2 separate regions of the Zea mays genome follow, and region 2 is linked to region 1. Evidence: chromatin contacts called from public Hi-C data. All regions are on one chromosome and are shown on one strand. The core of a region is the stretch at or near the end of the contact, and the rest is flanking DNA. Distances in the headings are between cores, read along the strand shown. Region 1 holds the start of LOC542573 (nitrilase 1). Region 2 holds the start of LOC103627470 (E3 ubiquitin-protein ligase RMA1H1).

Region 1 (6,081 bases), core at 327-2,826:
GGGAGCGAAAAAGGCGGTAACGAAAACGGTTACGAAATATACGGGTATACGAAAACGAACGAATACGAACGAATATTCACCGAAAACGAACGGTAACCGGACAGTAGCAGGAACAACTACATGCACACAGCGGTGACAGCACACAAGCGCACCCTTGAAGACTTTACAAATGACAACAGTTGCACACGGATTTAAATTCACATAGGCACTAAGGCACGCAGGTGCAGAGCTGCTGCTGCTCCATACAATATTCAATGAATCACAATCAGTATTTCCTAACTGGAGCAAACGAGTAGTGACTCAGTGAGCAACAAAAAATAAATTTCTGTGTGCTAGGACAAAACAATTTAGCAATGAAAAATCAATTTACCAGTCAACCACAACAGGCAACATTAACAGGCAACTACTAGGCGGTGGCAGTATACCTGATTTAGAGCTGACGAGCTGTGTTGGCGTGTTGCTGAAGATGTGCGTCGGTGCCTCGGTGGTGTACTGGTGCTGGCCGCTGGCGACCTGGCGTGCCGACGCGCCGTCCGTAGGGAGAACTGGAGAAGTCGAGCAGCAGATCTATCCACCACAGGGAGAACCGGAGAAGCTGTCGTCGCAACTTTGACTTGGAGACTGGAGACAGAGTCCTGCTGGCTGTAGCCCCACGCCCAAAGGTCTGTCCGTCTGTGCTCTCCGTCTCCTATTGTTTATTGATTATGTATGTTACGGTTAGGGACGATGCACATGAAATTCTCTATGGGCAACAACACGACAATGGCCAATGGGCCAAGAATTCATGGCTCATGGGCTTTCACGCACGCACACGACCCACAAAACGTAAAACGGGATAAAACGGGAAATTCCCGGTAGAATATGGGATACCGTAAATACGGGCGGGAAACATCTCCAACCGTTTTCGGTCCCGTTTCCGGATATACCTATCCCGGTTCCCGTACCGTTTTCACATTTTCCCGATTAAACGAAAACGGACGATTTTAAATGGGAATACGGGACGGGATGGGATGGTATAATTCCTGTTCGTTTTCATCCCTACTCACACCCCCTCCGCCGACCACCGCCTCCTCACAACCGCGGGATGCTTCCCTCTCTCCATTGGACGTGGCCATCTTCCCTCTCTCGGTCACCTCCCTCTACATCCCATGTAGCCATGTAGAGATGGCAGTGGGTACGAATATGGGTAAATACCGTTGGATATGGATATGGTGGAGTTTCATATCCACAGGTATGGATATGGATACTATATAATATCCACGGGTAATAATTTCATGAGTATGTATATCGGCTATCCATATCCGTCACCCAATGGACATATGACATGTGGACCCAAACAGTGGACGCATCCTAGGTCCCAACGGCCAGCGTCCAGCCTCCTTGGAGCTTGAGCTTGTACTTGTTCACTAAATCGCTAATTCACTACTTCGCGGGATCAGCCGTCAACGCGTCAGCAGCAACTAGCAAGGCCGCCAAGCGGCCCAGGAGTCCAGGACCCAGGCCAGCTCCAAGCGAACAGCCTACGTACGGCTCTATACCTCTCGCCCTCTGAGTCTCGCGCGGTCAGTCGGTCTCTCTCACTCTCTCTTGTCTCCAAGTTTGTAACCCTAGCCGCCAAGCTTGAAGCTCCAGCCGTGCTCGTGTAGGGCCGCAGGCCATCCGGGCTCCGGCTTCCAGCATCTACCAGGCGTCCTTAGAATACGGTGCAGCGAGCAGCAAGTCGCCGAGCAGCCGAGCCACCGCCGAACACAGGGCGCCGCCGAGCAGCCGAGCCGCCGCCGAGCGCCGAGTCTTCTCTGGTAAATTAAACAGGCTTGGATAAATTAGTGTTTCAATTTAGAGTTTTGGACAGATTGCTTGTAGGGATTTGAAAAGATTACTTGCATGGATAAATGGATTTTGTTTGTACAGATCGTATGTACAGATTGTGTTAAAAATATTATTTGATGTTGTTGGAATGTTAATTTGTGATAAATTTCTGTTAGAATGATGTAATTTTAGTGTTGTTGATTTCACAATGTCAAGTGTCTATGGCGTCTCCATGCAAGTACACACTACACTGGCACCGCGATTGACAGTCAGAACTTTGATTGCCCGTCCAATAGGTACCGGTGGGTGCTATTATTATTATTTTAATATTTACATTTAAATTGAATTATTTTTAATTGTTTTATCTACTATATAATTCTATTCATTTAATTAAGTAATCAGATTTATTTGTATTTTAAATGTTGTATTTTTAGGTTAGCTAAAAGACTAATTTTATATTCGTTTAAATAATGTGACTAGAGTGACTTCGGTACAGACGACAAACTTTCTCCACACATACCGCGCCACTCCGCCACTCACTGTGCTGACGGATGGGGTGGTGCTCCCCGTCCACTTCCCGGCAGCTTCTCTCCACGACCTCACTCTTCACCTTCGGCGCGGGTCTCCTTACCTTCGGCATCCACCTCTCCTACGTCCACATCGAGCCCCAGCGCGCTCGCACGCTCGCTCGGGACCAATTCGTCCGTGACTACCTCCGCAAGAAGCACGACAAGTAGCCCGCCTTCTGCGGTCCCCAGGTGATTGCTTGGTAGTCGGAGACGATGGCCCTGGTCCCATCGAGGTCCGACAGCGAGGCCTTGATCCCGGAGGTGGAGATGAATGCCGGCGCCGACCAGACCGCAACAACGGCGCGGGTCACCGTCGTTCAGGCGTCGTCCGTGTTCTACGACACCCCTGCGACTCTCGGTGCGTGTAATTTTGCTCTATATACCCGTTGTTCTTGCAGTTGTTACAGTAGCACCTATGGTGTTCGGTTTGTTGTTTCTCCCGTGTGGGTATTTAGGTTGATACTGCGCTCAAGGTGTTCGCTTGTTTGTCTTGCCGAAAACTAGCTTACTCAATTTGTGTGTAGTAATGGCTCGTACTTGTAAATAATGTTAAATAAATCGTTTAATTGAATTTTGGCAGTGTCCTTGTATGTAGCATCATTTCTCCAATACAGTATCAGTTGATTGGCATGATGGCATCTACTTCGAAGGAGACATCGTCCTGTATTACTGGTGATGATGATCATAGACATGTGGAGCGATTGGTTTTTCTCAGGGTGAATTAGCTAGGTAGGAAAATGAATGTTATAGTGGTGTGTGTGTGTGTGGTGTGACGTGGCGAAGTTGGGCAGCACCGTGGAGTTGACGATGATGTCGGCGGTGTTGGACAAGCTAGGGTTAAGGTCGTGGAGAAGGTTGAGGACAAGATAATCTCATGGAGGGCGTTGATGGTGGTCTTCATGCACTGTTAGGAGTCGATGGAAGTGTCGCCTTGCTGCTTGGTGTGGAACTCATGGCTGAGGAAGATGGCCTGAGGCTTCTTGTTGGTGCGGAAGAGGTTCCCAATGATGACCCAGATATCGTGTGTAGTCTGGTCGTCGCCATCCATGGCGTGGCAAGGATGGAGTCATCGACATAGCCAAATATCCAACTACGGATGCAGCAGTCCGCCTAATGGCCCTAATCCCATTGAGGGTCAGTGGAATTGGCAGCGTCCGTGCCGGCGTGCCGTTGATGTGTGACTTGAAGCCAATTTTTTCGCCCAATGACTTGAAGTGGGATGCCCACTTGGTGTAGTTGGAGTTCTGCATTTCCAACGTCATGGAGATGTGGGACTTGACGCGGACTGTGGCATAGGGGTCGACGATCACTGGCTACTCCTGGTTGCTGGAGGGGACGTCCTCTGTCATGGACGTGGTGCTAGAGTTTCTGTAATTTGGTGGCACCATCAAAACAAGGGCGTCGTCAACCAGGAGGAGGAGTAACGGCGATCAGTACCCAGGAGTAGAGACCAACAACTTTGACCAGAAATGTAGCAGGGAGGGAGAGAGGCTGGCGGAGCCCTAGAGTTTGGGGCCTGCGAACAAAGAGAGGAGGGGAGCCGGCGACGCCTAGGGAAAGGGTCGGCGGCTAAGGGGTGGGTGGGGAAGCGGAGGGGAGGAGCCAGGTTTAGACCTGGATTCATGATACCATGTAGAGCAATAGGAAAAGACCACACCCATTGTGGGAGGTGACCTTTCATTACACAAGTCGTATGACTTGGTGTACAAGTGAGGCCATATGTCTTGACATATACGTAAGGTGAGTACAAAGATATACACACCAACATATCTCTAACATTGAGGATAGTTGTTCTTGCTTGGATCCTGGAGGATGGGTATTTGAGGTGCGACAGAGGCATTTGAGGAAATAAAATCGTTTTGGGCTTGCTACTAATACTATGTGACACCTCGGTTTCTACCCGGTACTAGGGTCACATCTTTTTTACAGTAATCCTTTTTATCAGCTTTAAATCTTATAGCATTAGAGATGTACCATTTTGTAATTTTTTCGCTGCATTGTGATTCAGATAAAGCGGAGAAATTGGTAGCAGAAGCAGCTGGGTATGGTTCACAGTTGGTTTTGTTTCCGGAAGTCTTTGTTGGTGGCTACCCACATGGATCTACCTTTGGACTGGTTGTCGGCAATCGCACTGCCAAGGGAAAGGAAGACTTTCAGAAGTATCACGCATCTGCCATAGATGTGCCTGGTATTCTAAATGATGTTAATGTATCCATGTTCTACATTATTTTTCATGAGAATTACTGTGATTTATTCTTTGTGAAAGAAACTTTATCCTTTTGTAATTGTATATGCTCACAATAATCTTGTAGTGTGAACTGCAGTCTTAAGAATGAAGCACAAACCTCAAAGGAATTGTAAGCACTGAACTTACTTTTCTGCCCCGTTAACCTATAAAAATGGAGGGGATAACCTCTATTTTTGTGGTCCACAAGGCACACCTGATACTGGTTGCATATTACTGAGCAGAAGCACTTAAACAGGCATTTACTTTCTATTTTAGGTCTTAGGATACTTGTATAGGAAGAGAGCATAGCTGAAGTGGGAGGTGTGGTTGTGCATCTCAATCACCCAGATTCATGTCCTCTTCAACATAATTCTGTTGCCTATTTTCTTGTTAATGGAAAACCACCTAGTTCTCCAAGGTTGGGAAATGGGGTGAATTATCCTTTGGAAGTAGAGTTATGTGGTTGACAAGATCTTGAAAAACTGCATATATTTTTTTTTCATATGAGCATGTGCATCCATTTTCTCATCTCCTGGGAAATTTTCTGACAATAAATGCACGAACCACATTAATGTTTGGTGGTGCAATTTAACTAAGTATCATTCCCAAATAGCTTCCTATGTGTGGTAAGGCAGTAGGGCACTGCTATTTATAGAATTTGCACTGAGCACGTGTCTACCTTTGCTGTTTTACATTAGATGATTCTCATTGTAGTTTATATCTTGTACCACCATTACCTACTGTCATCCACGCTTCCTTCTAGATATTTTTACATGTTGCAAAGGGTGTGTAGTACACATCTGTTATTTCTGCGGAGCACTTCACAAGCATATTATCAACGCAGGTCCAGAAGTGTCCCGCTTATCTGCATTAGCTGGAAAATATAAGGTGTTTCTGGTGATAGGGGTGGTTGAGAGGGCAGGATATACACTTTACAACACGGTGCTCTCCTTCGATCCACTGGGAAAATACCTAGGGAAGCACCGCAAGGTCATGCCTACTGCACTAGAACGTGTATTCTGGGGGTTTGGAGATGGATCTACAATACCTGTCTACGATACTCCGATTGGAAAAATGGGTGCTCTCATTTGCTGGGAAAACAGAATGCCACTTCTCAGGACGGCCATGTATGCCAAAGGTATTATTCCTATTTCTTGGAATTTGTATTTTTAAATTAGGAGTGTTGGGATATACTTTGGAACCAATAAGGCCTTGTTTGGATACTCTTGTATCTACCTCAATCTACATGTGTTAGTGTGGATTGGAGTGGAACTCGAATTAATTCACATCCCAATACACATCAACACATATGGAATGAGGTGAATTCAAACAAGCTCATGGTGTAATGCTAAATTGCACAATGTCTCATGTACTGAGTTTATCTTTCATGCTGAATCCTCCTATGTTAATGTTAATGCAGGTATTGAGATATATTGTGCTCCCACGGTTGATTGCATGCCAACTTGGCTGTCTTCT
Region 2 (6,338 bases), core at 401-2,900, 350 kb before region 1:
ACATCTGTGAACACCAAGTGAACATATTTTTTTAGCATTAGTGCATTAGTCTTGTGGTCCGACGAATCTTAGGGTGTGTTTGTTTGGTTTTTGGCTTTAGCTACCTCCTAAAAGACAAAAGCCAAACTAAATGGCTAGATTCATAAGCAGTTTTTTCTTAAAAAAAAACGATTTTCTCGTAGTACAAAAAAGAAAGCATTTTCGGACCTTCTTTTAGTGATTTTCGAATGGAACTGTGAAAAACATATATCGAACAACTTTTAATGATTTTTAGTGTTTTCGATCAAACGATTTTTAGTTTTTTAATAGGTCACAGCGCACAACAGATTTTTCCATGTCTCACAGTCCACAACGGCTTTTTCATAGTCGCCGTCCAACCAAACATGCCCTTAGTGTTTCTCTGTCTCCAGTGGCGATCTCTCGGTGAGGAAAACGAGAAACTGGTGATTTCAATTTGAAAACCGATACCGGTCGGGGTTTGGCAAGAAATGGTGGTCTTTTCGCCGGTTTCTCGTTTCTGGGAGTAGCGGTAAACATGTGTTGAACGAGATTTAAAACCCTGCTCCTGACTGATGGTCCTTTGGTTCCGAATCTAGCTTCTTTGGCTCATTCAAGCCGGAGCTATTTTGTAATTTAGTTGATAAAACAACTTTCTATGTGTTTCTTTCGAATGGTGCATAAGAAAAATAGAGGAGGAACAAGTAGAAGTCATGTTTTTTTTTGGTGCTCTGACTTCTAACTAGAAAACGGGTTATAGCTCTTATTGGGCTGTTAACGAGAAGCCATTTTTTCTTTACCGTTTGGTACACGATGAGCCCGAGAGGCCGAGATAGAGTCATAGAGCTGTCGAAATAGCCAATCAAAGGGGCCTGAGTCCTGCTGCATGAGATCAGCTCTAAAACGAGAACCAATCAGGCGGCGGGCGAGGCGAAGATATTGGATCGGAGCTGCCAGATGGAAATCGCTGCGGCTGGGGCGCACGGCCGCGCTGCCGTGGAAGGGAGCAGAGATGACGAGCCCTGCCTGACGCGGCCGCACGGCGCGGGCTGCGCTGATCGGCCGAATTCCTTGCCCTATGGCGGCTGGGAGCGGCGTGCGCGTGCATGAGCTGATGCCGACGCTCGCATGCCATTGAAGTGTTTTCCTTTTTTTTTTTTGGAACGGAACAAGGCCAAGTGGTCTTGTACGCGGGCGCAAGCTATCTGCTGGTATCACTCAGGACTTGTTTGGAAGCAAGGATACCGAAGAGAATTGGAGGGGCTAAAATCCCCTTACTATTCAATTTTAAATAGCAAGAGGATTTTATCCCCTCCAGTCCCTTCGGTATCCTTCCTCCCAAACAAGCCCTCAAGAAAAAGGTTTTCCAGCACTAACCAAAAAAGATCTTATATGTTACCACGGAGCGATAAAACCACACCCGAAACTGCTGCTAATGGATAAGAGCAAGCCAAACTTTTTTTTAATAAATGAAAATAATAGTAAAACACTAGGTCTACTGCTACCTGCTAGGTGAGAATGGAGACGAACTGCACCCACCCAACAAGCGAAACGTCCGCTTCCCACTCCCGGTCGCTGGCCTCTGCCATCTGCCTGCACCGCCGCTCCATCTCTTGTTTGTTCCGCAACCTCTCCGCCTTTTTATCCCCCCGCAGTCCCGCACTGCACTACACTGCACCCCGCCTCCGCTGACGTCGACGCGCACGCCGCATCCGCCGCCTTCCTCCCTCCTCATCCGATCTCTTCCTTGCAAGCCCCAAGGGCAGTCTCATCTCATCTCATAAAAGCTGAGCTGTTAGCGCCATCGCCACCATCACATCTTTTTCCTCCGCCTATTTGTACTACGCCACTGTTGTGATCCTGCGCCCTGGACCTGGGGGACAGAGAGACGGAGGGACGTCGGCTGCATCCTGCCGCCGCAGGTCAGTCGCCGCCGTCAGTTCCCGTCTTCTTATTGGTTCTGTTCTTACTGGTTCCGAGTGATGTGGCGATCCGAGTACGTGCTGCTTGTGATACGTGTAGTATCCGGGGTGTCCCTCTGCCTGTGTTCACGGTTTAGATCAGCTGGTTTGCCCCTGCTGCAGTTTCTATGGCTATGGGTGCTCGTTGGATTGTTTCCGTTCTGTCGCTGTGTCCTGTTGTTCCCTTTTGGACATGATTCTCTCTCCCGACGGATGTCCTGCGCCACTTCGATACCCCACCTCCTAGCTTCCACGTGAATCGCCATGGATCTGATTTGCTCTAGCGGTGGCTCTTCTTTCTTTCTTGCTTTCTTTTCTTGGTCCTGTGGTTCGAGGGATGCAGCGAATCTGTATCCGTCGTTCTCTCAACGCCACAAATATCGTTGTTCTCTCCTATCTCCTTATTTCGCAAGGAAACCAAACCAAACGTCTGTTGGGAACTACCATTCGGTACATTGCAGGTCATACCTACGAGTTTTTGAAAAGGTCGTAATGAATTGTGTGTGTGTGTGTTTTCTTTATGCATTATTTTCTTTTATGAAATGTAATCGAGAGTAGAGGAAAGCTTCAGTGTGAAAAAAGATCGGTTCGGCCATATGTTGATTGTTGAGTGCGCAAAACAAAAGGCTGAAAGGCTAACGGTGCCTTGTTTTGGAGGGCACCCTGTGCTAACTGCATGCTAAGCTTAACTAGATACAAATCATTGAAATGAAACGTGATGAGAGTGGGTTCTGATTATAACCTCCTATGCATCGGTTTTAGTATCTCGAGTGCACTAAACAATTTGCCCTTTGGTAATTAATTAGCGGTGTAAGTGTAATCCATCAAACTCTACTGAATCCGTGTGCTTCGCGTGTTGATCTTTGACCGTCTGATTCCATCATAAAGCCAGAACGCAACGCTAGTCGATCACAACTACATGCACATGCTGCTTGTTCGGAGTCACTCCTTGGATTAGGATATTAATGGAGAGTGCAGAGCACAATTAGCATAAGACAACGAAAATCTACTACGTTGACAGTTAAATCTATGCCTCTATGGGTGTGAAGTTTCCCATTTTATAATTCGTTTTACTTTTAAAATTTTAACTTTGATACTCATCTTATTCAAATATTTGTGGAAAAAACAAAAAAATTATGTTTTGGTTTATTATCAAATATGCTTTTTATATATTTACTTTTTCATGATTTTTTGAATGAGATGATCGGTCAAAGTTGGAGTTGAAAACATCAAACGAATTATATTTTAAAACAGATGAAGTATTATTTAATGAACCCTCCTCCAAGTTGCTGGCCAAATCATTGATGGGTTCCCGACCCCATTGCTTTTGTTTTTGTCAGCGTGTGTAAACTGCGACGCCGAGAGTATGGAGGTTGTACGGGTTCAAGAAAAAAGAAAACCGTCATGGTTGCTGGGCAAATTATTCCTGCTTCGGGATCTTATCTCCGTCTGGAAACCATTATCTTTGCTTTTTTGTTGTCGTCTTTTCTGATCCATAGATATGCTTAAAAAGGAACCTTTTGTTGCGCTTATCTCCGTTGAGTATCTAGTGTGCTCCAAAGTCCAAACTCATAATTGCTTTGGAACCTAAAAGTGGTTCATTATCCTACCTTGTCGTTGTCTTTCAATTATTTCTAGAGAAATAAGTACTTGACTAATGACTAGGATCAGATTAAAGATTAGGACAGTCTTAGCAGAGTTTTTCATTATCAAGGCTATCACGTCAAAAAAAACCTGTCTATCTTCGTAAATAAGGCGTTAAGTCTGTTGAAGTGTCACCCATTTTTTTCAAGAGATTTCCATTTTTTCCAAGGAAAGCAGTTCATTTATCTTTAAGAAAACGAGAATCACTTAGTAAATATAGTTGACAAACTAGTTTGTGAGCCAGAAAACCAGAGGGAATTAGAGGGCAAAATGATAATCCCTTAGTAAATATAGTTGCCAAACTAGTTAGGAGCTAGAAAATCAGAGGGTCTTAAAAAATTTATTTAAAATTGAATAAGAAAAGATTTTAGTCTCTCTAATCCTCTCCGGATTTATGTCACCCAAACTAGTCTTAAATGAGAATAAAAACTCTTTTGAAACCCTCACCGAGAATGTTCTATTTTTTCTCTCCCTACATGTTGTTTGTGTGGTCAACCCTACTCCATTGGCCCTCTCTTCCTCTCCGACGAAAACAAGGAGTTAATCCTTTCGCTGTCCAGTTGCCCAACGTCGTTGTCCGAATTCCGAAATCAAATCACGGGGACATGTATAGCTAGCTGATTGGATCAAGGATTCGAGTGCCCATACCTTTCATCTGCTTTCATCTCGAGGTAAATATTTGTAGCTAGTGTGTTCACCCTGTGGATCCTAATCGTTTCGATCAAGGACGCACCCTAACCTTGCCACCTTGGTTCCGTCTAAGGAACGGTAACACCAAACGACAACAAGACGCGGTTAAAAAAAATTACCATTGGCCTTAACGCCCGTCTCCCCATTTAGCCTGGAGCAGTAGTTGTCAATTGTCATGTGCGTTGCTGTCTGCTCGTCTGGAGCAACAGCAATGTACTATCTTGGATGCTTGATCAGGGCCCTCTGAACTGTGGATAGGCTGCTGAACAACATCTGACTGACACCCCACACGCACACGCACACGCGCACTCACTCGCTCTGTGCCCATACGTCTTTGCACATGATCCTTTGTTTTGCTGCTGCTTTGTTTTGCTTGCCTCGGACAGTTTCGATCGTATGTCTTGATTGGTGAGATTCTATTTAGTTGCTCCGATTCGTCACGGTGATCGAATGACCTTTCTGCTTTGTTTTGCAGTGCCGCGAACAAGCTGTCGAGACGGAGTGCCAGAGACCAGCTCCCCTGGAAGTGCATGAACTAGTCAGCTACAAGTTTAGTACATGGAGCAGACGCGCACGGGTGGTGCCGGGGAGCAGCCCAGGGGGGCTCCCGGCGAGGAAGCGGCGAAGAGGATCATCGTTGGCGGAGACGCGCCGGCGTCGGGGACGTCTGGCTCTGGCTGCTTCGACTGCAACATCTGCCTCGAGTGCGCCACGGAGCCGGTGGTCACGCTCTGCGGCCACCTCTACTGCTGGCCCTGCATCTACGAGTGGCTACGCCACGACGTCGCCGAAGCCGGCGCCAGGAGCTCGGCGAGGCGGCAGTGCCCCGTGTGCAAGGCCGCGGTGTCCCCGGACGCTCTCGTGCCGCTCTACGGCCGCGGCGGGAGCTCCAGCGCCAAGAAGCCGCTGGCCAGCATCCCGCGCCCGCGCCGGCCGGCCCTGCGACAGAGCACGCATGACAGCGGCAGCGGAGGCCACCACCACCACCATCGGCACGCAGAGACCAGCACGCCAGCCCGGTCGCTGCGGCACCCAGCCCACGCCCACGCCGCGCAGTTCGACGCCCTCCTCTCCGCGCCGTTTGGGGACCGCGGGATGCTGCACTCGACGACGTCGACGACCGGCGGGATGCTCGGAGGGATGGCGGTGGCCGTCCTCCCGTTGGTGCTCCGCGGGCAGGCGCGGGTGCCGGGCATGTACTACCCGAGCCCGTATCATCTGATGAGCCCCAGGCAGAGACGGTGGCATGTGGAGGTAGAGAGATCCCTGCATCAGATATGGTTCTTCCTCTGCGTGTTCGTGGTGCTTTGCTTGCTCTTGTTCTGATTTCCGAAGCAGGACACCATCCTGCGCCTGCGGGCCACGAGACGTGCTCTGTACATAGCAAAGGGTGAGATATGGATATGGTGCTGGTGCGGCAGTGACCTATATTTGGTGATTGCATGACGGGGCGTTCAAGATGTTAAATTGAGAAGCAGCTGAGTTGTGGTTCTAGAAAGGAGAAATCGGTTTCGAAACTGCAAAGGACCCTTGAGAAGATTATCAGAAGCCATCGTCCACATGTTCATGCGCAGACAGTAACACATAAGCTACTGGTAATATAGAGCGTCAGAAAAAAAATGCTTCAGTATCTAAATGTCACGCTACCATTTTGAGCGCTTTGATGACCTGTGCAGCTGTGCTCCCTCCATCTCGGTGGTCACCAGCAATGCAGCATTTAACTCTAAAAGTCTGCAATGTGTGCGAAAAAGGAATGCCACTCGTGGCAGCTTACATAGCTCCCTTTGCCAAAAGAACAACAGCACCTTGATTCAAAACGTCACTTAAGATTGTGTTAAGATCTATGATCATCTTCTGTCAACTCCGCTGATTTTGCAGCTGATTAATCCGGCTGAGGAATGAGGATGTTGCCGGAGCGCGTCTCAAAATCACGAATCTGGATGAGAGCACTTCACGACAGGACCTGCTACCACCGACGTGAGTGTGATTTGCCATTGATATACAGCCTGATCAGTTGCAACTCCACTTAGTACTATGATGACGAGT

Evidence for each region. A called contact is a pair of places that touch in the nucleus more often than the background predicts.
Region 2: a Hi-C map of tassel shows a contact between it and region 1, with 2.1 times the contacts expected there. The contact joins the promoter of LOC103627470 here to the promoter of LOC542573 in region 1. A contact is called at or near these places in 2 of 25 Hi-C or Micro-C datasets (leaf and tassel).

Annotation. Positions count from the first base shown.
Region 1 is chr5:192,522,654-192,528,734 of Zm-B73-REFERENCE-NAM-5.0, reverse strand. It overlaps LOC542573 (nitrilase 1), which reads left to right and starts at 1,576. Exons shown (of 6, transcript NM_001112112.2): 1 at 1,576-1,799; 2 at 2,306-2,736; 3 at 4,387-4,566; 4 at 5,450-5,743; 5 at 6,026-6,081. The coding sequence starts at 2,592.
Region 2 is chr5:192,874,450-192,880,787 of Zm-B73-REFERENCE-NAM-5.0, reverse strand. LOC103627470 (E3 ubiquitin-protein ligase RMA1H1) reads left to right here and starts at 1,650. Exons shown (of 3, transcript XR_553621.4): 1 at 1,650-1,919; 2 at 4,768-5,887; 3 at 6,171-6,338. LOC109939988 (a long non-coding RNA gene) reads right to left here and starts at 1,594. Exons shown (of 2, transcript XR_002262482.1): 1 at 1,503-1,594.